Regions from separate parts of the Mus musculus genome. Here region 1 is linked to region 2. The links are chromatin contacts, called in public Hi-C maps. All regions are on one chromosome and are shown on one strand. Each heading gives the region's core, a stretch centred on a gene start, on an enhancer-like site or on the middle of the called end of the contact. The rest is flanking DNA. Distances are from core to core; before and after follow the strand shown. Region 1 has its middle 29 kb from the start of Gm32070. Region 2 overlaps Ctnnd2 (catenin (cadherin associated protein), delta 2).

Region 1 (6,708 bases), core at 560-3,059, 500 kb before region 2:
GGAGCCGGGGAGCCCCCGAGAAGCGCGAGAAGCACGGAGTCCGGAGTCCGGGGAGCGGGGAGCCCCGGGGAACCCAGGAAATAGATTGAGGAGTAGGAGGATGGACCTGGGAAGAAGTGATGCTAAATTCTGCTGCAAGATTGAGAATCAGAGAAATAATGGTTATTTTACTTAGAAGCACCACAGCCACTGGTTGAGTTCATGGGTCTCTCTCTCTCTCTCTCTCTCTCTCTCTCTCTCTCTCTCTCTCTCTCTCTCTCTCTCTCTCTGTGTGCGTGTGTGTTTCTCAGGGACTACTACACACGAGTCTTTACTGGCCTCTGCTATTTGAGGGGGGTGAAACAGGAGGTACGCAGACACTCCTTGATTTGGATGGAGTTATGTTGCAGTACAGCCACCACAAAATATCACAAGTCGCAGGTGTGCTCAATCTTCCTACAGAACACCTGCCTTAGTCACTCACACAGGACACCATAGCTAGCTAGTGGCTGTCTCTCTTCATGTCTTCACGGCTGATGGGAAGGAAGCCTGCTGATGGGGTCCAATACCAGAAATAGCATCTTATCACACATGGCTAGCTGTGGGCAACATCAAAATTGGACACTTATTTTCTACTGGATAAATTCTGCTTTGGAGGCAATCAAAAATAAAAAGGTTGAAAAATCCTAAGTTGAACTTGCACAAGCCAGGGACTAGTGTGTGTGTGTGTGTGTGTGTGTGTGTGTGTGTGTTGGAGGCTATCTATGTATGCATACACACATTTATTTTACTTTTTGAGATAGGATCGCAGTACATATCCTAGGATGTTTTCACATTTCCAGTCCCGCCTCGCTGTCCTCGGTGCTGGGTTTGCAGACATGTGCCCACATCCCGCAGAAACTCCCTCTCTCTGTGTATGTTCTTTCCCCCACTCTCTGCTACACACTGGATATTTGTTCTCCACTGGTTGATCCTCTCTTCAGTTCTGGTTAATCTGTCACCTAACCTGTCCATGGGCATGCTAGCATTTCCTGTTTTCTCTTCTGGAAACCGCATTCATCAAGAAAGCCTGCCTCTTCGTTCCTGTCTTGGTGTTCCGTGGTGCTCACATTTGTTTGTCTTTGATCATTTTTAGTGGGCGGACTTTGTTATGTCTATCACGTTTTCCCAGTCCCTCAAGGTCCCGATAATACTCCTTGTCCCATTCTCTCTTTTCCCTCTTTTAGTGACTGCTGAATCCACGCTATGACATGGATGCTCCCTCCATCTCTCCTTTCTGACATGAGAGCCCGTTCACCCTGTCGACAGGAAGCGCTGCACAGCTGTCTCTACTGGTAACCACAGGTTTTCACTGCTTTGAGATGTTGGTTGTGTTTTGTTCTATTTTGAGGTCCTGGCTCTGTTTTGATAGTACAAATTTAGACTCTACACCTAAGCTGCATACAAAATTTCTGCTTTGACTTCTCATTGAAAGACCTTACAGTTACTTTTAACCTTAATCCCCAGACAGAGATCAATATCATCAGGCCAGCTGGAGAAGTCCCTACAGCCTTTCATGCTAATTTTTAAGGGATGGGCTCTCTGCTTCAACTTCAATGCCTGCAGTGTGCTCTATGACCCCAGGGATGCAGTTCTGTAAGCCCTTTGCCACCAGCTCTCTTTTAGCTTTCCCAGCGAAGTACTCAGAGTGAGAGTGGAAGAAGGAAGGAACGAACAGACTCCACTTGCTGACTGTCCTCTTTCCTGAGCCATCAACCTGAGCCACAGCGCTCAGCTCAGTTGGCAGTGCCAGCCATAGTGCTCAGCGCAGTCAGCAGTGCAGGAGCTCTGGTTCCCACTTCCTTTTTGAGGTATCCAGTTCAGCCTCAGAGACACAGTGCCAGATGGTAGCATCCCTTCTTTGAGGTCTGGATCTTATTTGTATCGGGACCTAAATCCAGGGTGTTCGTTTTTTAATCTCATCCTTTGTCAAGAGCACTATGGTGGGCAGACCCACATCTTTCCTGTCTGTGATTGTAACTCTTGAATGTGGGCTGAATGACAATGATGGGGTACTACGTCTGAGAAGAGGCTTCAGGCTCTGCCTTCTTCTATCTTGCTTGATCTTGCCTTTTGTTTGCCCACTATCAGGGAAACTGGCTATTCTGCTACAAGAATCTCTGTGTTGAAGCCCAGTGACGAGGGACAGAGGGAAGCCTTGGTTAATGTCTGCCAATGGTTTGCAGCGGATGAAGAACTAATCTTACTGATAGGAGTGATCTTGGGAAGAAATCCACACCCACTTGGTATCTTGAAGGGAGCCTTAGAAAAGGCCCAGCTAAGCCATGCCAGGATGTACATCCTACAGAAGCTGTGAGATCATACATGATCATGGCTTCCAGCAACTCTACTTATGATAACAGAACCATATTTTTGTGGAGGCAAAGGATCTTTGAATACATGGACTAAGAGTAAAGCTACAAGGTCCAGTTTTCTGTACCTTCTAAAGATGCTAGAATTCATTCTCTCTAAACACAAACATTTAGTCCTGGCCTCACCTTTGGGCCTCAGGATCTGGGTGCTTCTTGGGTACCATGTAACCTCTTTCTAAGTGCCTAGAAGCATCTGTCCATTCCATATCCTCCCTTTCTCTCTCTCTCTCTCTCTCTCTCTCTCTCTCTCTCTCTCTCTCTCTCTCCCCTCCCTCCCTCCCTCCCTCCACATTCATGTTTTACATGTGTGTACAAATGTGTGCATGTACACATGTACATTCATGAAGTTGTGAATATGTATTCACTTACATGTAAAGGTCTTGGATCAATTTCTCCATACTGTCTACCTTTTATTTTTGAGGCAGGGTCTCTCATTGGCCTGGAGATTCTTGGGTGGAGAAAGCTGATTGACCAGTGAGCCCTAGAAATTTTACCTCCCCAAGAACTGTAAGTTTACGCCCCTCTGTCTGTGGCATGTTATTGATTGCCAGATCCCTGCTTTTACATGGATTCTGGGACCATTCTCAGGTCTTTATGTTTACACAGGGTTACTTCACCAACTACGTCATCACCCCAGCCTTTCACGAAATTTTTGAACTTCTCTTCTAAATACTTTGCACATTACCCAGGGTTTCTCTTCATTTTAAGAGGAAGTGGGTATCCCCAGAATCCTGCTTTCTCCCCACGGTCAGATATCAAAGCCAAGCAGAAGGCTCTGGCTGTTCCTACACAGGGTAATTGAGCATCAAGAAGTCTCTGTATTTTAATTCTCAACATTGAAACAGATTGATCTTTACCAGTTGTTAAAAGGTAATCTCTAGTTCCTAATATAAATGGTCTCCCAGGATGAATGCCATTCGGGCAATCTGGTGGATTAATTGCTTCCTCCCTCATGACTTATGACTTGGAGCAGATAGGAAAGTAGGATATCAAAACAAACACTCGAAGCACAAAGATAAAAAACGCTAATAATTAGTAACAGCTAGAAGCAAAATTAATTCACAGTGGGCCCATAATGCCAGCTATTTAATGCAAATTAACAAATGACATTTTAATGTAAAGGACACGAACGCTAATATTCTAATTTTCCTAGTAAGATCAATAACTCAACAAACAATAATGTGTTCTAAAAAGGAACTTAGAACCAGGGCAATAACTTTGCTTTGGAGATAAGTGAAATGCCACACAAGTTTATATTTGTGGTTCCAAAATTAGACTAAATTAGAATTAGGTGCCACAGCCTTGGAAGGAGGGCCTCGTAAAGAAGGAAAGAGCAAGCAATGCTGGTCGCAAAAGTGATGAAACTGGTCGCATAACGCCGGATAATGAGGCAATCTCTCACTTCTCTGAAGGATTAGCAAGGGCAATTCTGAATTAAAATGGTGTTGTCTTGAAGCCTTGGCATCTTGTGTCTTAAATACGAGTTTCAGAAATGAATGATGAAACAGCATTCCTATTCCTTGCCTTGGGTTGCTTGAGATGAATCGTTTTAACTTCAGGTTCAGAAACACACCCTGGCATTCAGACCAGAGGCTCACTGCGACCACAAGTGACCTGGTTTATTTTTGTCCAGTTTGTACAAAGCACAAAATAAAACTCCTCACACTGGATACCTTCTGTAGCCTGGTACCTTGTAGTGAAAAGATAAACTGTCCCGGTTTATGCCATTTCTTCCTTAAAACAAGCCTGCATGGTAGGAGTTCTTAGCCTTGCAGTGAGAGAGTTGAAACCTTGGGGTTTGCACAGGGTCATGTGTTTTGCAGCTTCACGATCCTCTTGATTTCAGTAGTGGCCTCATGCTTAGGGAACTGATGTTGCCTGTACTCCTTTCCTGTAACGCTACAGCCCCTCTACCCCTGTGTGTGTATGTGTGTGTGTGTGTGTGTGTGTGTGTGTGTGTGTGTGTGTGTGTGTGAGTGCTCTCTCCAAATGGCCTATAAGCTAAATGAGTACCTTTTACCAATTCTGCAATTTACAAAGGGTGTTGTTTCTCTGTCTGTTCTAAAGTATGTTTTGAGTTATTCATTTATGTTGAAGACAGGGTCTCCTAGGCACACACCCTCTTCCCACCTCAACTTCCTGAGCAGCTGGGATGTGCTGGCTGGTTTTGTGTGGTCAACTTGACACAAGCTGAAGTTGTCACAGAGAAAGGAGCTTGAGGAAATGCCTCCATGTGATCCAGCCAAAAGGCATTTTCTCAATTGGTGATCAATAGTGGGAGGGCCCATTGTGGGTGGTGCCATCCCTGGGTTGATAGTCTAGGGTTCTATAAGAAAGCAAGCTGATCATCCAATTGAGGAGCTGGTTCTTTGAGAAAATCAACAAGATAGATAAACCCTTAGCCAGACTCACTAGAGGGCACAGGGAAAGCATCCTAATTAAAAAATCAGAAATGAAAAGGGAAACATAACAACAGATCCTTAAGAAATCCATAACACCATCAGATCCTTCTACAAAAGGCTATACTCAACAAAACTGGAAAACCTGGACGAAATGGACAAATTTCTGGACAGATACCAGGTACCAAAGTTAAATCAAGATCAGGTTAATAATCTAAACAGTCCTATATCCCCTAAAGAAATAGAAGCAAGCAGTCAGTCATTAATAGTCTCCCAACCAAAAAAAGCCCAGGACCAGATGGGTTTAGTGCAGAGTTCTATCAGACCTTCAAAGAAGATCTAATCCCAGTTATTCACAAACTATTCCACAAAATAGAAACAGAAGGTACTCTACCCAACTCATTCTATGAAGCCACAATTACTCTGATACCTAAACCACAAAAATATCCAACAAAGATAGAGAACTTCAGACCAATTTCCCTTATGAATATCGATGCAAAAATCCTCAATAAAGTTCTTGCTAACCGAATCCAAGAACACATCAAAACTATCATCCATCCTGACCAAGTAGGTTTCATCCCAGGGATGCAGGGATGGTTCAATATACGGAAATCCATCAAATAATAATAATCCAGTATATAAACAAACTCAAAGACAAAAACCACATGATCATCTCGTTAGATTCAGAAAAAGCATTTGACAAAATCCAACACCCATTCAGGATAAAAGTCTTGGAAAGATCAGGAATTCAAGGCCCATACCTAAACATGAAAAAAGCAATCTACAGCAAACCAGTAGCCAACATCAAAGTAAATGGTGAGAAGTTGGACGCAATTCCAGTAAAATCAGGGACTAGACAAGGCTGTCCAATCTCTCCCTACCTATTCAACATTGTACTTGAAGTCCTAGCCAGAGCAATTCGACAACAAAAGGAGATCAAGGGGATGCAAATTGGAAAGGAAGAAGTCAAAATATCACTATTTGCAGATGATATGATAGTATATATAAGTGACCCTAAAAATTCCACCAGAGAACTCCTAAGCCTGATAAACAGCTTCAATCAAGTAGCTGGATATAAAATTAACTCAAACAAGTCAATGGCCTTTCTGTACACAAAGGATAAACAGGCTGAGAAAGAAATTAGGGAAACAACACCCTTCTCAATAGTCACAAATAATATAAAATACCTTGGCATGACTCTAACTAAGGAAGTGAAAGATCTGTATGATAAGAACTTCAAGTCTCTGAAGAAAGAAATTAAAGAAGATCTCAGAAGATGGAAAGATCTCCCATGCTCATGGATTGGCAGGATCAATATAGTAAAAATGGCTATCTTGCCAAAAGCAATCTACAGATTCAATGCAATCCCCATCAAAATTCCAACTCAATTCTTCAACGAATTAGAAGGAGCAATTTGCAAATTCATCTGGAATAACAAAAAACCTAGGATAGCAAAAACTCTTCTCAAGGATAAAAGAACCTCTGGTGGAATCACCATGCCTGACCTAAAGCTGTACTACAGAGCAATTGTGATTAAAAACTGCATGGTACTGGAATAGTGACAGACAAGTAGACCAATGGAATAGAATTGAAGACCCAGAGATGAACCCACACACCTATAGTCACTTAATGTTTGACAAGGGAGCTAAAACCATCCAGTGGAAAAAAGACAGCATTTTCAACAAATGGTGCTGGCACAACTGGCGGTTATCATGTAGAAGAATGAGAATTGATCCATTCCTATTTCCTTGTACTAAGGTCAAATCTAAGTGGATTAAGGAACTCCACATAAAACCAGAGACACTGAAACTTATAGAGGAGAAAGTAGGGAAAAGCCTCAAAGATATGGGTACAGGGGAAAAATTCCTGAATAGAACAGCAATGGCTTGTGCTGTAAGATCAAGAATCGATAAATGGGA
Region 2 (6,952 bases), core at 1,240-3,739:
TACCTCCTACTCCTGTGCTAATTCAAACATTAATCTTAGTATTTAAAGAATTCCAGCATAATCCTCATGTCCTATGAGTTAAATTCACGGAACAAATTTTATTTGCAAATGAATAGCGACTCCTTGGACTCACTTGACAATGGATCTCGTGTGTTAGAAATGCAAAGCTCTGTGGGTACAGGTTGCACTGTAGACTAAGAGCCATACTTCAGATCAATGTTGGTGAGAGAGAGAATTCATTCTTATGCATCCAGTGATAAAACTGCATTGCAACCTAATAATCTCAATGTAATGATACAAAACTACTCCTCGATAGTTTGGGTTTTGGAGAGAAAGGGTACTTTCTCCCTTCCTCTATCTCATAAAAACTAGATTTTCATATTCTCTATGCCATACAGCTTGCTGCTGTCATGGAGGCCATGGAAACTCATGGGGCCTTGGAGGTATACAAAGTGGCGGTGTGCACAACCCAGGTCCCCCACCCCCAATCACTTTCTCAATGAGATATCCAATACAATGTTCTATAATTACTTCATTCCATCTGCCCCTTTCCCAAATGAATATTGTCACGAACTGTGACTCAAACACTTTCTGGTAAAACTAAAAACAACAACAACAACAACAACAACCAACAACAAAATTCATTGGAATCATTGGCCAAAATCACTGGTCTCCACAGCACAATGACTATGTCTATGTGATCTAAACTCTTGTCAAGCAAAGGTCCTTTGATCTTACACCTGCTGTTTAACCCAAGCATTCTTCTTTCTTTTAGGAAAACAGACTTCTTTTGTTTGATTCCTTCAGTGGCTGGCAGGCTTTTGCAAAGCAGGAGTGATGGAGAACACAAGCAGTGTGACCTCCACTCCTAAGATGGGCCCTTTGAGCGGCTGATGGGCACGTTTTCACTTCCCACTGTGAAATGAGGAGTGGACTGTCTAAAAGGTCCTGGATGATGCAAACGCTCCAGGTAAACAGCGGTGAGGGCACTCTCCTGTAAGCCCATTTTTCTCCTCCCGAACAGGTATGTGTTTCATGGAATACCATGCATAGAATGTCCTGATTGAAATTCAGGTTCGTCCTCAGTTTCTGAGGGCCTGAGGTTGGGCATCTTAACAGACTCTCAGAGGAAGCTCCTGCTATTCCTGTGGTAGAGGAGACAAGAGCTTTGGGCTTATCTGATTGCTAGAGGAGTTCAATTAAGACACCAGTCTTGAATACTAGAGGCTGACACATCAATGCCATAATCTCCCCTGCCCTTTTGAGCAAACACGAGTGGCCTCAACAAAGACTCAGGTGTAGCTGGATACTGGCCATGCAGGTGCCCAGCGGCCTAGCACGTCAGCTCGTGCCCCGATGACTACAATGACCGATCCTGTAACTGCTGTGTGTCTCTACAGGGCCATACACCAGGGGGCCACAGATGGTTTTCTTTTTCTACTCCTAGAAATGGTTCTTTCTGAGCTAAGGGAAGGACTGAAGGAGCTGAAGAGGACTGCAACCCAATAAGAAGAACAATATCAACTAACCTGACCATCCAGACTCCCAGGGACTAAACCACCAACCAAAGAGTACCCATCAGGAGATTTGTGGCTCCAGCTACATATGTAGCACAGGATGGCCTTATCTGGCATCAATGGGAGGGGAGGCCCTTGGTCCTGTGGAGGCTTGATGTCCCATTGTAGAGGAATGCTGGGGCAGTGAGGCAGGAGTGGGTGGGTGGGTGGGGGAGCACCCTCATAGAGGCAAAGGGGAGGGAGCACGGCACGGGGAGTTTGCAGAGGGTAAACCCCAAAGGGGGATATCATTTGAAATGTAAACAAATAAAGTGATTAATTACAAGAAAAAGAAATGTCTCTTCTTCCAGGGTATGGAAAAGCTAGGGCTAAGGGTTATCTGGAAAAGAGTCACTTCCAGAAGGGTTAAAAAAAGAGAGAGAGAAAGAAACTTTAAAAAAAAAAAATCAATCAGGCTTTTTATAATTGGATGGGCTGGAGTGTTTTTTGTGGAGGTTATCTTGATTGTGATGTGGGCTTAGGTTTCCTGTGCTGCCTCAGTGCACACACCCTGCCTGCCAAACAAAAGGGTCCTTGATCTTCCACTTTCTTTGTAAGCACACGTCTCCACCCAGGGAAAATATGTGTATCATTTACCTCTGAGACAAAAAAAAAAAAAAAAAAAAAAAAGAAGCTTCAGTAGGAGGCCCTTCCCTGGCAAGGACCTCAGAAGACAACCCAGTGAATAGAAGAATATGGCATATGGATACCTCTGAGAAGTGACCTGGCTTTAATGGTTGCTGTGGAGTGAAGGCAAGATGTAGGTGGGGTCTTCTGCACACAATCAGGGCTTAGTCTTTGGTATTTCCTTTAGTCGGGGAGTCAGAAGAGCCCCGGGCACATCCATTCCTGAGTGGCTATGTACAGAGGCCCTTGCAGGGGGGTTAGTTTCCCTGATGCTTTCAGAGAAAGCTAGCAATGCTCTTGGATGGGGATAGGGGGAGGGTATGGGCTTTGCCTCAAACATGCCTTTACTCTGTGATGTGTCTTGCCGGGAAACCCTAGGACATGGCAGGCAGCCTTCTGGCACATTGTCCCTCCCGCCCTCATGTCCTGTCCTTCTGCAGTTCTAGGATAAAAAACTTTGAGGGCTACGGAGACCAGGGTGTAGCAGTCTTGGCTCAGGAATGTCCTGAATCTGCAGCGTCCGTCCTTCCACAACAGCCTAAGACTCAGCCTGGCAAAGGGACCTTTAGAAGGACTCTGCCCAAGCACCTCAAACATTTGCTGGCAAGGCCAGGGCAAGTGGAGTTACTGTACTTCTATGTAGGGCAAAATAATTAGATGTAAAATGTGTAGCTAAAACATTTGGACATCTACAAGCAAAAGAAGCTCAACATATGAAATCTAATTTTTCCCTCGGAGGAGCCTTGTAGTTATTATACTTGGCTTCAGAATTTGTTGTGAGCAGGAATGGACCACAAGTTAGGCTCACTCCTCTCTTCTTATTGTCCTAATGACCTACTGATGAAAGCAATCTGTGATTTGCTGCTATCTTATTAATTAGTCCACTTCCCAGAGTTTTTAATGGTCAGTCTTACATTGACACCCAAACTTGTCTTCAGCAACAAGGAGGATAAAACTCAACAGGTGTCGTTTTGTTTCTCAGCAGCTCCTTTTGATATCTCTTGGTCAGAGCATCTGCACTGTCAGGTTTCCAGACCTCATTGTTATACATAATCCCCAGAGTTTTCATAGAGAACGTTCGGAACAAGGTAGGCCTGGTACATCTTCATATCTAAGCAGCACAGGCAGGCTGAAGCTTCAAGGCAACTTTCATTAGCTATTCAAAGCGCCACTGGAACAAAGCTGTCTCTCTTTTGGGTTCTGTGGCTTTTGCCCAGGGCCACAGAGGAAATTCTCAGTGAGGAAAGAAGAGTTAGCTCAACAAAAGGGGAAATAAGCAGGCAGGTGCTTCCATAAATCACAAGGTTGTATCGTGAAGGCCCTGGCTGGACTGAATCTCACTATGGAGACCAGATTGGCCTTGAACTCACAGACATCTGCCTGCCTCTGCCTCCCAAGGGCTGGAATAAAAGGCTTGCGCCACCACACTGAGCTGCAATTTTTAAAAGACATGACTCGAGATGGTTTGCATTCTGTAACTTAAAAGCCTTTCAGTTCGATTACTTTCGATATAGCATACATAGGCTGTACAAAGTTCCTTTAAGAACTAGACACTGAGTTTCATAAACATGGTGTAATGCACTTTCTCTATCATTTTTCTGTAGTGGATTTGTTAGCAGAGAGGATTTTGTGGCTTCTATAGGAAAAAGACCCATTAGCTTACAACAAAATTTACAAAGAAGATATACGCTTTGTAGATTCATTATTCCTATGTTTACATTGTATAACCTTTTTATGTATTAATATTTTATTATTTATTCTAATTCTTCTCATATGGAGTTTTGTATATAAAAAGGCTTTGATAAGATAAGAATTATACTGTAAACTATGCAGTTTCCACTAGGATTTAGCTTTTGGATTTTATTAATTTCAAAAAAGCATTCTAGTATGTGTTTATGAGCATGTGTATTTTAAAGCTCAATTAATTTTGGGGTGGAGTATGCACCATTGTCATTTGAATGCCCATCACCCTTGGTAAAACAACTTCTTCATCGCATACATAAAGGACACCAGTGTCCAGCTAAAATGGCCCCCTTTCGATGTCTCTGTGAGAAAGACACTACTGAGCATTGGAGAGGAGTGTCCTACGGGGCCATTGATGCTTCTCCAGGACAGAAAGTCCCACAAGGGAGTAAATGCTACTAAGAATCGTCAACAGGAGTGGCCTATTTGTCAGTATGTGATAGCACCAAGTTCATTGAAAACTGTGGTATTATGTTTGTGTCTTTCACTAGTTCCCAGGTTCAGTCTCAATTCAAGGTATTAACAGGGACGGTACAGAGCCCTCACTATTGAGATTTTTGGTCCCTGTAAAACAAGCCCTAGAAAATTCTCTCAAGTCTCTTCCACCATGAGGAGGAAAAAGCAACAAGGATTCCTCAGTTAACCAGAAAAGTCTTCACTACACGCAGGATCTACTACCACCTTGGTCTGTCTGTCTGTCTGTCTGTTTTTTGTTTGTTTGTTTGTTCGTTTTGTTTTGTTTTGTTTTGTAGCTATCAGAATTGTGACATGTAAATTTCCATGGTTAAAAAAAAATCATGATATTTGTGGTATTTTGTTATAGCAACTCAAATAGAATATACCAACATGAAATAAATAAAAAAGACTATGGGATTTTTTTGTCTAGCCAGATGAACTTGAATGAGTGTGTGTGTGTGAGACATGTATGTGGTGCATGTTTGGATGTGTGCTTCATCCTAGGAGAAGGGACAATGACTTCTGTTTTTTCACACTAACTCTTGCCATGGCTACTTCTTTCTCTTTAGGGAGGTTTTTCACCTAACACCACTTTGTCAGTGTAAGCACAGAGAGCTGAGGCTGGAGTCAGAAACTATCCTTTGAAGCTCGGGACTGACTCCACCTCTATAGTAACCCAGTACCTTGAGCTCAGAGGCCATCCAGGAGGACCAGCAGACAGAAACCACAGCTGGCGCATCCCTTTGAAGATGTTTGCACTGTAAGCAGAAACTGGAATGGCTTGCTCAAACTCGCCCCTCAGTCAAATTATTGAAGCTTTTCTTTAGATTCCTTTTGCTGTGTGCTCCTGAAAGGTCTGCAATACACTGACTACATGAAGTCAAGAAATAATCTGGAATGGGTATTGTCTGGTTTTATAATCTTCTCTTCCAGGCCTATACTTCTGACTGTTCACGTGATTGGTAAACCTACAGTATTGCATGGCCTGCTTTATAGACATCCATACATCCCACATCACAGACCTAAGAAAGAGAAACATTTTCTAGAGAACCATGAAGTGCTGAAGGCACAGATATTCTTTCTTTTATTCCTTGGAGTCATCCTTTTTCTGTTGATTTTTGTTGATTTCTATCATTTTGCTCACTTTAGGCAGAACCTACGTGATAGTTAATTTTGGTTACCATGTTGATTGGATTAAGAAACACCAAGGAGATCAGAAAAGTACTCCTCTGGCTATTTCTATGGTTTATTTCCAGATGTATTAGATCGCTGGATCTCTGAGATAATAGATGTTTAATTCACTGAGAGATTAAAATTTTCAGTAGTAGCATGGGAGGAGAAACCGTGGAAGGTGAGGCATAGCTGAGGATGTAAGACATTGGGGTGTTTCACTGGCTGCGACTTCTGACTCCGTTCCCTACTATTCCTGTCTTTGTGCTCTGTCTGGTGAGGTGAGCTACTCTAGGGCTTTCCCTCATATGGTGGGGTGGGCAGAAAGCTCTGAAACTGAGAACTAAATAAATTTCCCCCTTGATTTTTTAAATTTTATTTTAGGTATTTTAACTACAGTAACATGAATTCTGACGAACGCAATCTGGTATCTCTTTGTATTCACGTTTTGGTCGATATAAATGTGGCTTTTGGTTATTTGCCAACTACAACCATTTCACTCGCAACTATGTTTACCATAGCCAGCCAGTGTAGTGGCAGACTTGACATCAGTTAGGAGAGACTTGATAGAATGCTTTCGATGTGTAGAGATCCCATTAGCTGTCTTTCTGGAGCCTGAATGAACACTACGTACATTTTTGGCCGTTTGTTTGTTTTGATTGCCAGAAATTTCAGAATTTCTTCTTGGTGTCAAAAGTCAGCACTTACCATAATGATAAATATAATATAAATATATATAAATATAAATATAATATAATATAAAGAACCACTGATATTAGAGACTTTAGACACTTCCGTTTTAGTTAATCTGCAGTGAATATGTGTGCTTGTTCTATTTTTTCCTTTGTGTCCCATTAAATTAATCTTTCTAAGGCAAAAAGCTCTGAAGTTAGAAATAAACTCACCAACAACCCCACCATCAACTAAGCCTTCCCCACAGTTTGCTGTTAAGGAGCCAAAGCGAAACCTCAGGCATGGCTTTCCAGCTACCCACAGCTTCCTATCTCTAAGTCTTTCTGTTCCCATCCTGTGGTATCTTTCTGCCATTCCAGTCTGTACAGAGAGCATTTCCCAGCAGATGCTTGGTGTACTAGCTACCTCTCTGTAGCTCTGAAGAAACACTTACAGTACCAGCAAACCACGGGGCTCACTCATCAGGCAGCCTATTTCCCAAAGGACAAGGAAATTTCCGGGCATTTGGCTCAGTTTTTGGTTCCCAGAAGCAGCTCCGTTTTAATTGATTCTTCTTTAATTTTCTCATATACCCTCACTTTGCCTCCAGTCTCCGACGCTGTCAGCATTCATTCATTGCCCTGGGGACCCTTAGAGCAATGTGCGAAGAATCTTATCTGGATTTCTGTGTAACTCATTCTTTCAGAAATAAAAAATGGGCCTTGCTC

The links. Hi-C and Micro-C count contacts between places; a contact is called where the count stands out from the background.
Region 1: a Hi-C map of CD4 T cells shows a contact between it and region 2, with 1.8 times the contacts expected there. The contact joins two enhancer-like sites. A contact is called at or near these places in 1 of 484 Hi-C or Micro-C datasets (CD4 T cells) and 1 of 115 datasets of contacts at active chromatin or transcription factors (embryonic stem cells).

Annotation. Positions count from the first base shown.
Region 1 is chr15:31,161,447-31,168,154 of GRCm38.p6, reverse strand. No RefSeq gene overlaps it. Among named protein-coding and RNA genes, the nearest start is that of Gm32070, 29 kb to the right of the region's middle. Within about 2 kb of position 1,809, at least 38 of the 459 cell types and tissues checked have an H3K27ac peak or open chromatin away from gene starts, as enhancers often do.
Region 2 is chr15:30,657,393-30,664,344 of GRCm38.p6, reverse strand. The region is part of intron 7 of Ctnnd2 (catenin (cadherin associated protein), delta 2); the gene reads right to left. Among named protein-coding and RNA genes, the nearest start is that of Gm31841, 22 kb to the left of the region's middle. Within about 2 kb of position 2,489, at least 35 of the 459 cell types and tissues checked have an H3K27ac peak or open chromatin away from gene starts, as enhancers often do.